Regions from separate parts of the Sus scrofa genome. Here regions 1 and 3 are each linked to region 2. Evidence: chromatin contacts called from public Hi-C and promoter capture Hi-C data. All regions are on one chromosome and are shown on one strand. Each heading gives the region's core, a stretch centred on a gene start, on an enhancer-like site or on the middle of the called end of the contact. The rest is flanking DNA. Distances are from core to core; before and after follow the strand shown. Region 1 holds the start of EBP (emopamil binding protein (sterol isomerase)). Region 2 holds the start of HDAC6 (histone deacetylase 6). Region 3 holds the start of RBM3 (RNA binding motif (RNP1, RRM) protein 3).

Evidence for each region. Promoter capture Hi-C pulls out the DNA fragments that hold promoters and counts their contacts. Hi-C and Micro-C count contacts between places; a contact is called where the count stands out from the background.
Region 1: a Hi-C map of liver shows a contact between it and region 2, with 3 times the contacts expected there. The contact joins the promoter of EBP here to the promoter of HDAC6 in region 2. A contact is called at or near these places in 4 of 47 Hi-C or Micro-C datasets (liver, mesenteric adipose tissue and skeletal muscle).
Region 3: a contact with region 2 is called in a promoter capture Hi-C map of liver, with 4 times the contacts expected there. The contact joins the promoter of RBM3 here to the promoter of HDAC6 in region 2. A contact is called at or near these places in 1 of 5 promoter capture datasets (liver) and 1 of 2 datasets of contacts at active chromatin or transcription factors (alveolar macrophages).

What each region holds. Positions count from the first base shown.
Region 1 is chrX:42,670,800-42,674,181 of Sscrofa11.1, forward strand. It overlaps EBP (emopamil binding protein (sterol isomerase)), which reads left to right and starts at 1,260. Exons shown (of 4, transcript NM_001167646.1): 1 at 1,260-1,560. The coding sequence starts at 1,260.
Region 2 is chrX:42,916,211-42,919,722 of Sscrofa11.1, forward strand. It overlaps HDAC6 (histone deacetylase 6), which reads left to right and starts at 1,701. Exons shown (of 29, transcript XM_003360315.5): 1 at 1,701-1,851; 2 at 2,922-3,044; 3 at 3,129-3,257; 4 at 3,397-3,485. The coding sequence starts at 2,952. LOC110257658 (a long non-coding RNA gene) reads right to left here and starts at 1,713. Exons shown (of 6, transcript XR_002340570.1): 1 at 1,628-1,713.
Region 3 is chrX:42,701,986-42,705,739 of Sscrofa11.1, forward strand. It overlaps RBM3 (RNA binding motif (RNP1, RRM) protein 3), which reads left to right and starts at 2,064. Exons shown (of 7, transcript NM_001243419.1): 1 at 2,064-2,163; 2 at 2,770-2,888; 3 at 3,131-3,237. The coding sequence starts at 2,786.

The DNA of each region.
Region 1 (3,382 bases), core at 10-2,509, 250 kb before region 2:
GCTCTTAATTGCCAAATGACCGACCCTCGGCGCGCCTGCGCGAGACCCTTTCTCTCCGCCACCCGCCTGCCAACCCACGCCGTGCCTCCCCGCCCTCCCACGCGCTTGCGCAGGATCCCCGGCTACCGCGCTGTTGTCCGGACGACAGAAGATCCACCTTCTCATTGGGCAGCTGGAGTAGAGGATTCTGGTTTTGATTGGTGGTCTCTGTCTTTGACCCTCCTTTTCCTTTTTAGCGCCCCAAGCTGGGATCCTGTCCTCCACGTTCCTCTTTCTTGCAGGTTGGCTGCGGGTTGCACTCTTTCAGGAGGGATCGGGCAATCCCACACACTGAACCTGAGGGTAGTATTTCTGATTAGTTTTCTCTCTTCTGTCCTGCAGTTGTCAGAACTATGGGGAGGGTAATAGCTGTCCATTGAATGATGCAAGACAGAGACCCCTGCAGTGGGACCTAACCTGGTCGTTGTGTCTCCCCCAGCAGACTGTGACCCTTGAGGGCTGGAACCAGGCCTGGCTCCTTTGTCTCCCCCAGCCGTCTGTGACCTCTAAAAGCGTGGACCAAGCCTGGTTCCTGTGTCTCTCCCCACCAGAGCGTGACCAATGAGGGCTAGGATCTAGTCTGATTCTTGTGTCTGCTCACCAGACTGTGACCAATGAGGGCAGACTAGACCTGGTTCCTGTCTTCCCCTGCAGACTGTAACCAGTGAGGGCTGGGACCTGTTCTGGTTCCTGTGTCCACCACATATGGCTTCCGGAGGGCTGGAACAAACTTTCAGACTTTGCGTGGTCTTCCAGTCATGTTTTTAAAACAGCGTATAATTAATTGAGTCCATTTACATTTCTTATCATAACAGATTGATTTTGTGTGTGTGCGTGTGCTTGTGTGCGTGTGTGTGTCTTTTTAGGGCAGCACTGGCCTCATATGGAATTTCCCAGGCTAGGGGTTGAATTGGAGCTGTAGCTGTCAGCCTGTGCCACAGCCACAGCAATGCGGAGTCTGAGCTGCATCTGCAATCTACACCACAGTTCACAGCAACGTTGGATCCTTAACCCACCGAGCCGGGCCAGGGATCAAACCCACGTCCTCATGGATACTAGACGGGTTCATTACCGCTGAGCCAGAGGGGGAACTCCTAGATTTGATTTTATGATCTCATTCTGTGCTTTCCCTTTGTTTTTTTTTTCCCAGGTTTTTCCTCTTTCTTTGTTCTCCTTTCTACATATCCATACACAGCCCACAGCTGTCAGCCGACAAAGACATGACCACCAACGCCAGCCCCATGCATCCATACTGGCCTCGGCACCTGAGGCTGGACAACTTTGTGCCTAATGACTGCCCCACTTGGCATATCCTGGCTGGCCTCTTCTCCGCCTCTGGAGTCTTAGTCGTCACTACCTGGCTGTTGTCAGGTCGTGCTGCGGTCGTCCCACTGAGCACTTGGCGGAGACTGTCCTTGTGCTGGTTTGCAGTCTGTGGGTTCGTTCACTTGGTGATTGAGGGCTGGTTCTGTCTCTACCACGAGGAGCTTCTTGGAGACCAAGCCTTCTTATCTCAACTCTGTGAGTCCTAAGTTCTTCAGCGTGCTGTGGGAGGGAATTTCCTGGGCAGAGATTGGCTTAGATGGTCACCCACCCACTGACACTTTTCCCATTAATTAAATTTTTTTTTTGGTCTTTTTGCCTTTTCTAGGGCTGCTCTCATGGCACATGGAGGTTCCCAGGCTAGGGGTCGAATCGGAGCTGTAGCTGCCGGCCTACACCAGAGCCACAGCATCGTGGGATCTGAGCCTTGTCTGCGACCTACACCACAGCTCACGGCAACGCCGCGTCCTTAACCCACTGAGCTAGGCCAGGGATTGAACCTGCAACCTCATGGTTCCTAGTCGGATTTGTTAACCACTGCGCCACGACGGGAACTCCCCATTAATATATTTTTAAAATGTATTTAACTTTTTTGTCGCATATATATTCACATGGATCCAAAGCGATTTGGACCCATTTAAAGAAATATGCAGTGAAAATCTATCTACCTTCTATCTACCAAGTTGCCCCCAGTAATTGCTTATATTTCACACACATAAACCTCAGTTTGCTCAACTGTAAAAGAGGGAGAATTGTGGAGTTCCCGTCGTGGCGCAGTGGCTAACAAATCCGACTAGGAACCATGAGGTTTCGGGTTCGATCCCTGCCCTTGCTCAGTGGGTTAGCGATCCAGCGTTGCCGTGAGCTGTGGTGTAGGTTGCAGATGCAGCTCGGATCCTGCGTTGCTGTGGCTCTGGCGTAGGCCGGCGGCTACAGCTCCGATTCGACCCCTAGCCTGGGAACCTCCATATGCCGTGGGAGCAGCCCAAGAAATAGCAAAAAAAAAAAGAGGGAGAATTGTAATATCCAAATACACGTAAGACACTTAGAACAGGGTTTGGCAGGTAGTAGATACCTTATAACTATATCTTTACTTTTTTTTTTTTTTTTAGGGCCACTCTTGTGGCATATGGAGGTTCCCAGTCTAGGGTTCAAATCAGAGGTACAGCTGCCAGCCTACATCACAGCCACAGCAACACAGAATCCAAGCCACGTCTTCGACCTACACCACAGCTCACGACAACACCAGATCCTTAACCCACTGAGCGAAGCCAAGGATCAAACCCGTAACCTCAGGGTTCCTAGTCAGATTCATTTCTGCTGTACCATGACGGGAACTCCTTGTCTTCATCATTTTTATTTTTCTCCTTTTTGTAAATGATAACATGCTATATACACATCTTTTTCTTTTTCCCCTTTTTGTAGGGCCGTACTCAAGGCACATGGAAGTTGCCAGGCTAGGGGTCAAAACAGAGCTGCAACCGCCAGCCCTACGCCATAGCCACAGCAGCACTGTGCGCATTTGCAACCTATACCGCAGCTTGTGGCACTGTTGGATCCTTAACCCACTGAGCGAGGCCAGGGATGGAACTTGCATCCTCATGGTTACTATGTCGGGTTCGTGCCCCACTGAGCCACAATGGAAACTTCACTAGATACACTTTTGAACTTTGCTTTTTTAAAATGCCACTCAAATTCATAAAGAGCTTTGAAAGCATAACTATGACAGAATTAATTTGACTTTTTCAGGATTGATAGGCATCTCCCCCCATCTTTGGCTGTTACAAACACTACTCCTTTTTGACTTCATGAATGAATCTGCTAGAACATTCTACAAGTCTCTCTGTGGACATCTTCTTTCATTTCTCTTGGGTAAATATGGAGGCATGGAATGGCTGGGTCACATGGTGAATGTGCTTGACTTTATGAAAAACTGCCAAACTGTCTTCAAGAACGGCCGAATAAAAAAAAAAAAAAAAAAAAAGGGAGTTCTCTTCTTTGACGGCTCAGCAGTTAACAA
Region 2 (3,512 bases), core at 451-2,950:
TACCCATACACTTTCTATTCCAGCTTGCGTGCAGAGGTTACCCACTGGAGGGAGCAGACAGGAAGAGCTGTCACCCAAGAAAAACTCCCCTCCCAAGGTCCATTCTGACTCCCCGGCACTATTATCACAATTTCCCAGAGGAGGAAACTGAAAGGAAATAAGAAGGAAAAGAAAAAAAGAAAGGGAAACAAAAAAAGGAAAGGAGGAGTTTCCTGGCGGCCTAGTGGTTAAGGATTTGGCATAGTCACTGTGGCTGTGGCTCAAGATCCATCTCTGGCTTGGGAACTTCTGTGTGCCATGGAAAGGCAAAAGAAAGAAAAGGAAAGAAAAGGGAAGGTGTTCCCGTCATGGCTCAGCAGAAACGAATCTGACTAGCATCCACGAGGACGCAGGTTCAATCCCTTGCCTGGCTCAGTGGGTTAAAGGATTCGGCATTGCACTGAGCTCTGGTGTAGGTCTCAGACACGGCTCCAAACTGGTGTGGCTGTGGCTGTGGCTGTGGTGTAGGCCGGCAGCTACAGCTCCGACTGGACCCCTAGCCTGGGAACCTCCATATGCTGCGAGTGCAGCCCTAAAAAAAGAAGATGAAGAAAAGAAAAGAGAAAGTGAAAGAAAGAAAAGGAAGGAAGAAAATGCCCCAGAGGCCAGTATGTGGCCTGCAAAACCTAAAATATTTACTATCTGGCCCTTTACAGAAAAAGTTTGCCAACCTTTGTTGTACAGAAACCTCCCTTCTGACTATACAAAAAAAGTGGGTCTTGGCCCTTACAAGACTCCCTACTCTTTCACTTTGCAAGCATCACCTCAGAACGTTCCTCTGTGTTTATCACTGCATATACATGTTTTCTCTGGCGTACGTGGAGGTGTAAAGGTCTTTTAGCTGCGACCCTCTTCCACTGGGACAAAAGACACGTTCAGGTAGGAAAAGAGTGGAAGGGAAGACTAGGTTGAAACGGGTTTGCAAGAGTGTCAGAGGGCCCAGCTACTGGGCGGTGGGGCTGTCAATCTGTTGGTTAGTCAGCGATGCTGAACCCCAGACCCCTTATCTCTCCCGCCCCAGCCTACAGCCCGGTAGGAAATGGTGAAGAATGAGAGAGGGAGATTAGGAGGACAAACCGGCCTCCTGCGAGGCTGATATTCAGACATTTAGCCATGGGGTGGGAGAGAGTTGGGAGGGCGCATTGTGGGGGGGGGGCGCAACTCCCCCCTACCCATACACTTTCTATTCCAGCTTGCGTGCAGAGGTTACCCACTGGAGGGAGCAGACAGGAAGAGCTGTCACCCAAGAAAAACTCCCCTCCCAAGGTCCATTCTGACTCCCCGGCACTATTATCACAATTTCCCAGAGGAGGAAACTGAAGCACAGAGTCGTTCAGTAACTTGCCCAAAGTCACATGGCTAAGTCCCATAACCTCAGTTTCCTTATCTGCAAAGCAGCCTTAGTACTGGGAAGTACCTCATAGAACTGTGGCTTACGACAATGCCTGTCACATACAACTTGCTATCGTCACGATCATTCCCCCTTCCATTCCACCATCCATTTTCGCGGCAGACTATTAATAGCTAACATTTGGTGAGTGCTTCCTTGCGTACCACCTTAGTGAATATGAACTCAGAAAATTCTCACATTTGTCATCATCACCACTCCCTTTTTGGCCGCCACCAGCCTCGTCCAATTTCCACCGCGCTCCAGGCCCAGCCACCAGCCCGCCCGCGCTACGTCATCACGGCGCGCCGCGCGGGAAGCCAGGGGGCAGGGAGAAGACGCCCTTTCCTAACTCCCTCGCTTGCTTGCTTGCACTCTTGAGTCACCGCACGGTACAGTTGGCGCGAGTCCGGTGGGCTCCTAAGGTAACTGGACAGGGACAAAGAAACCGCGGTCACGACCGCCAGGGTGACAGCTGTGGCGATTGGGGGAGGGGAGAAGCTTGAGCCCGAGCGCCGCGTCAGGCAGCCGGCGCGCGCTTCACGCAGGCGCGGCACGGCCAGCGTCGCGCACTGACGCGCTGATCCGCCGTTTGTGCGTTCCGCTGGAGGCGCAAGGCCGGCTCTCCCCGGTGTGGGCGGGATCGGGGCGGGCTGTAGAGAGATCTGGCCCAATGGAAAAGAGAGGCTCAGGCACCCGCGGCCCTACAGGTCGCCGAGAAATTGGCGGCGCGCGCCAAGGGCGGAGTTTGAGAAAGGGGCTGCGCCAAGTGAGTGGAGGGATTCGTCAACGTCGACAGCGGGGGCGGGGAGGGGGGGGCGGGTCTGGGGGAGGGGCTCGGAAATGGCTGTAGGGGCTTGGGGAAGCGTTTGGGGTTGGGCCTGGGCAGGGGGTGGAGCCTGGCGGAAGGGAAAGGGCAGTCCCCTGAGGAGCTGGGCTCCTTGAAACGTTAGGGGCGGGATCTAGCCTAGTGGAAGGTGCCGGTCCAGCCCGATAAGGGGTGGAGTTAAGTGGATCGTTAAGGGTGGAGTCGGGGCCCGGGGCTGGGGCTGGCTGAGTGAAAGGGTGGGTGATTATCCTGGGAGATTGGCTGGCCAGGGCAGGTTTGCGAAGGGGTGGGGTCTGGGCGAGGCTTTGAGGAATGAAAGGATCTGGGAATGGGGCTTGATAGAGTGAAAGGGGCGGTGATTAGCTGGCAAGGGCTGGCTTAGATCAGGACTGGGCCAGGGGGTTAATTGCTCTGTGAAAGAGCCAGACCGAAAGGGTAAAGAATAGTGTAAAGGGGTGGAGCCTCGTGGAATGGGCGGGACCAAGTGGAATGGACACCCCCTTGGAGGGAGAGAGCCTTGAGAGAGGCGGAGTTTAGAGGTGGTGGGGAATAGATAGCCTAAGGGATGGAGGCTAGCGTAGGGGGCGGGGCCTGGGAAGGGGCTGGGATGAGGGGTCTTCAGGGCGCTCGGGGCCCCTTCTCAGTCACCTCCATCCCACCCCCCAGAACCGCGTCAGGGGTGAAGTCTCCCCAGCCATGACCTCCACCGGCCAGGATTCCACCACAACCAGGCAGCGAAGAAGTAGGCACAACCCCCACTCCCCCCCACACGACTCCAGCGTCACCTCGGTGAGGCCCCTGACCGGCCCTCTTGAGGGGGAGGGGGAGCAGTGGGCCGTGTACTGGACTCTGACCCTTCTCTCTGTTTGGCAGAAGCGAGGTGTTAAAAAGGGTGCCGGACTCCGCTCCAGCCCCAATCTAGCGGATGTAAAGAAGAAAGGCAGAATGAAGAAGCTTAGCCAAGCAGCCGAGCAAGACCTAATCGTGGGGCTCCAAGGGCTGGTGAGAGGGGGCCTGGCTGCAATGTAGCCTCCTGTGACAATCAAAACCGTGAGGTTCTCCATCCTGGAGAGTGTGGGAGGTTCCCTCTGACTCAGGCTCTCAATGCATCAGCCTTTCCCTTTTTTCTTTTTCCTCACAGGATCTGAACCTGGAGGCCAGGACACCGTCTGGCACTGGCTTGGTGTTGGATGAGCAGCTAAATGAATTCCACTGCCTCTGGGATGACAGGTGAGGCTGGCTTCTCCAGGCCATACT
Region 3 (3,754 bases), core at 814-3,313, 210 kb before region 2:
GATTTGACCCCTAGCCTGGGAACTTCCATATGCTGTGGGAGAGGCCCTAAAAAGACAAAAAAAAAAAGAGGCAACGGACAGATCAGGTGTACCCATAACAACACTTATGGATGTTAAAAACATAATGCTGGGAGTTCCCAATCTGGCTTAGCAGGTTAAGAACCCAACTAGTATCCAAAAGGATGTGGGTTCGATCCCTGGCCTCACTCAGTGGGTTAAGGATCCTGCATTGCCTTTTAAGCTGCAGCATAGGTCGCAGATGTGGCTCGGATCACAAGTTGCTGTGGCTGTGGTATAGGCTGGCAGCTGCAGCTCTGATTTGACCCCTAGCCTGAGAACTTCCATATGCCACAGGTGTGCCCCCCCCAAAAAAACCAAAACATAATGCTGGCTGAAAAAAAAAGTCAAAAAAAAAATGGCAGTACCATTTACTTTAAGAGCATACACAAAAATGCAGATTTTATATGCACTCACACCAAAACATACACATTAAACTTGATAAAGTGTTTAACTGTGGGAGGAAGAAAATGATATTTGGGTGCAAGAATAAAAGAATAAATAAAATGAGAGGTTTTGTATGGACCATGAAGATGTGTCATAAGCTGTGGAATACGATCAGAGTTCAGACACTTTGAGAGGTAAACAAGTACCTTTTTTTTTTTTTTTTTTTTGCATGGGGGCTCAGATTCTCAGGGGCTAAGACCAGTACATATGTGGACAATGTAAAATCTATTCACATCCATCCTGGGCTTAGGGGGTCTGGATATGGCAAAAGCCAGACAAGTCCATTTTGTGGATGTACACCATACAGTACTCCAAAAGTTAACAAATCTAGTCTGTGTTTGGGGTCCTGACTCTTAGCAGGCTGGACAAGTCCACCCCATGAGTTAACACACTTAGAGTTTCCAAGGACAAACTAACCCATTCTTCCTTGATGGGTTCCTCGGAAATGAAAAGTCTGTCAAATCTATTCATTGTAAAGGTAGCTCAGACACTCAGAAGGCTGAAAAAGACCAAATTGTGGGCAGTGGGTTCAAACACTTCTTGTTTGGGATGAGAGCATTATGTATTCTTAAAGTCCTTTCTGTGCATCAAGGGTTCAGCAACCCTGTGACAGCAAAAATCGTTCTCTTGGATTGAAGTTTGGGGCATCCTGTTTTTATTTATTTACTTTTTAAATTTCTTTGTCTTTTTGCCTTTTCTAGGGCCGCTCCTGAGGCATATGGAGGTTCCCAGGCTAGGGGTCTAATCGGAGCTGTAGCTGCCGGCCTACACCACAGCCACAGCAACGCGGGATCCAAGCCGCGTCTGTGACCTACAACCACAGCTCACGGCAACGCCGGATCCTTAACCCGCTGGGCGAGGCTGGGAATCGAACCCACAACTTCATGGTTCCTAGTCGGATTCGTTAACCACTGAGTCATGATGGGAAATCCTGGGGCATCCTGTTTTTAGAAGGCCCCTCGGGCAGTCTACTGGTGGGGGAATTCGAGAAACTGGCTTCAGGAGGGTGCCAGATAAGAATGAGCGCTGAAGTTATAAATGAGCAAGAATAATGCCAGGGAAAGGAGTCCCATACCAGGTGGCTAGATGTCGGGCACAGAGAAGAAAATGTAGGAGTCAGAGTCAGGCACTGAGAAACAAAGGGTCTGATGTTAAGGGCTGTGAAGGCTGATGACTCAGGGACTGTGCGGGGATAAAGCACTGGGGATATGAAGTTAGAGGACTAGAAGGTGAAAGAAGTTATCGGCGGACCTAAAGGAAGACATCAGAACCAATGGGGGAAATGACGTCAAGATTGGAGTGATGTCCGGAATGGAAAGGAGTGTGAGAGCGGAAAGGTTTGTGCACAAACAGGATGAAGAAAGCTGTGGCCAGTGGAGGGATGCTGACATCACCGTGCACCAACTACCCAAAAACCGCCTCCATTCCCTGAGGCGGGCTCAACGCTTTGCTCCCTAGGCTTTGCCGTCACTTCCTCCCACCCCATTGGATGAGACTCAATGGCCTCATCCAATGAGCACTCACGCCGGCACGCGCGGCAGACGTTCCGTGACGTATACGCTACGTACGCTTATCAAGCGTCTTCCCGCGCGACATTCTTCCCAGTCTGTCGGCTTCTTAGCTGTAGCCGTGTCTTCTGCCTTTTTTTCTAATTTCCAGGTAAGCAGCGTTGGTCTGGCAGAGGGGCCGCTCCTCGATTCACTAACGTGCGCCGCGTTGGGCGAGAGCGAGTGGGAGAGTAGAGGTTTCTGACACGTAGACTTGCGCTTTTCCGGGGCAGGCGGGTCCCATGCTCGGAGGTGACATTTTTGGGGTTGGTGCGAGGCTGGCGCGCTATCTCCGAGTGCGAGGAATGCCGGGAGGGACTGGCGGCTTGGGTAGCGGCAGTGACCACGCGACGGCAGAGACCTGCGGAAGGGAGGTGGGGATGTGTGTCGGGGGTGGGGGAGTGCGGTTTTTTTCGTCACGTGACTTCCACCATCTTCTGCTGGTGAGGAGGGAGCGTGCAAGGGTGTTCTGGGCATGCGCGGCCGCACAAAATGACGGGCGTGTTGGCAGGGGATTTTGTGAGCATGCGCGAAAGTGGTCCCCCAAAACGGCTATCTCGCTGAGCCAGCCCGGCAGATTCCCGCCTTTTTGGCTTCTTTACTTTTTTTGGGTGGGGGGTCTCCTTATTTAGTTATTTTTGTCTATTCTCCATTCTCTCGTCTCTTCTCAAAACTCCGACCTTTTCTTTCATCTCCACTGTCCATATCCTCCCCGAAGGACTCAATTTATTGACATGTCTTCTGAAGAAGGGAAGCTCTTCGTGGGAGGGCTCAACTTCAACACAGATGAGCAGGCTCTGGAAGACCACTTCAGCAGTTTCGGACCTATTTCTGAGGGTGAGACATGGGCCAGAGGTGTGATGGGGGGAGTTGTGGGAGAACATCTGGGCCCCATGCGTTTCAAAGAACATGGAGAGGAGGGTCAGGACTCCAAGCCTTTACATTACCCTTTTCCTTCCTTTGTTCCTAGGCCCAAGGCTGAGAACTCAATTGAGGGTTGGTGGAAGGGAGGTCCATTCTTTACCTGACACCCTTTGCCGCTTTTTTTCCTCACCTCTCTCTCCTCTCCCTTTTCCCAGTGGTCGTTGTCAAGGACCGGGAGACTCAGCGATCCCGGGGTTTTGGCTTCATTACCTTCACCAATCCAGAACATGCTTCAAATGCAATGAGAGCCATGAATGGAGAGGTGAGGCCTCCTACCTGCATAGGGGCCCTGCCCCCATCTGTCACTTCCACCATTCTTTCTGTTTTTTTCCCTCTGTCTGCCAGGGGCAGCGCGGCCACCAAGCCCCGCAGTGCCCACTCACAGGAGCGTGACTGCCTTCTGTTCTAGGGGGTGGAGGGCAGCGGCAGACAGAGCCGGGCTGCCTGGGAGGCGACGACTGGTCCTGCATGAGGCCGAGAAGCCACCTGTGGATGGTTGACCTGCCCTGGGCTTAGGTAGTAGAGTCTGCAGACCTGCGGGCCTGGCCCGGAGAGGACCTCGTGAGTCTTCTGGGATGGACTCTGAAGCCTCAAACCAAGAGAGGTGTCTATCTAGCCCTAATAGTTGGGCAGCTTAGAGGAGTGGGGAGGAGAGCTCAACCTGAGTTCGGTCAAGATGTAAGTAGTAGCAGGGGGAACACGGTGATTCAGGTCGTTTTGTGGGATTCTGTACCTCCTGATAAAGCCGTTCTGGCCAAAGGAGCTTGTTCTGGAATGTG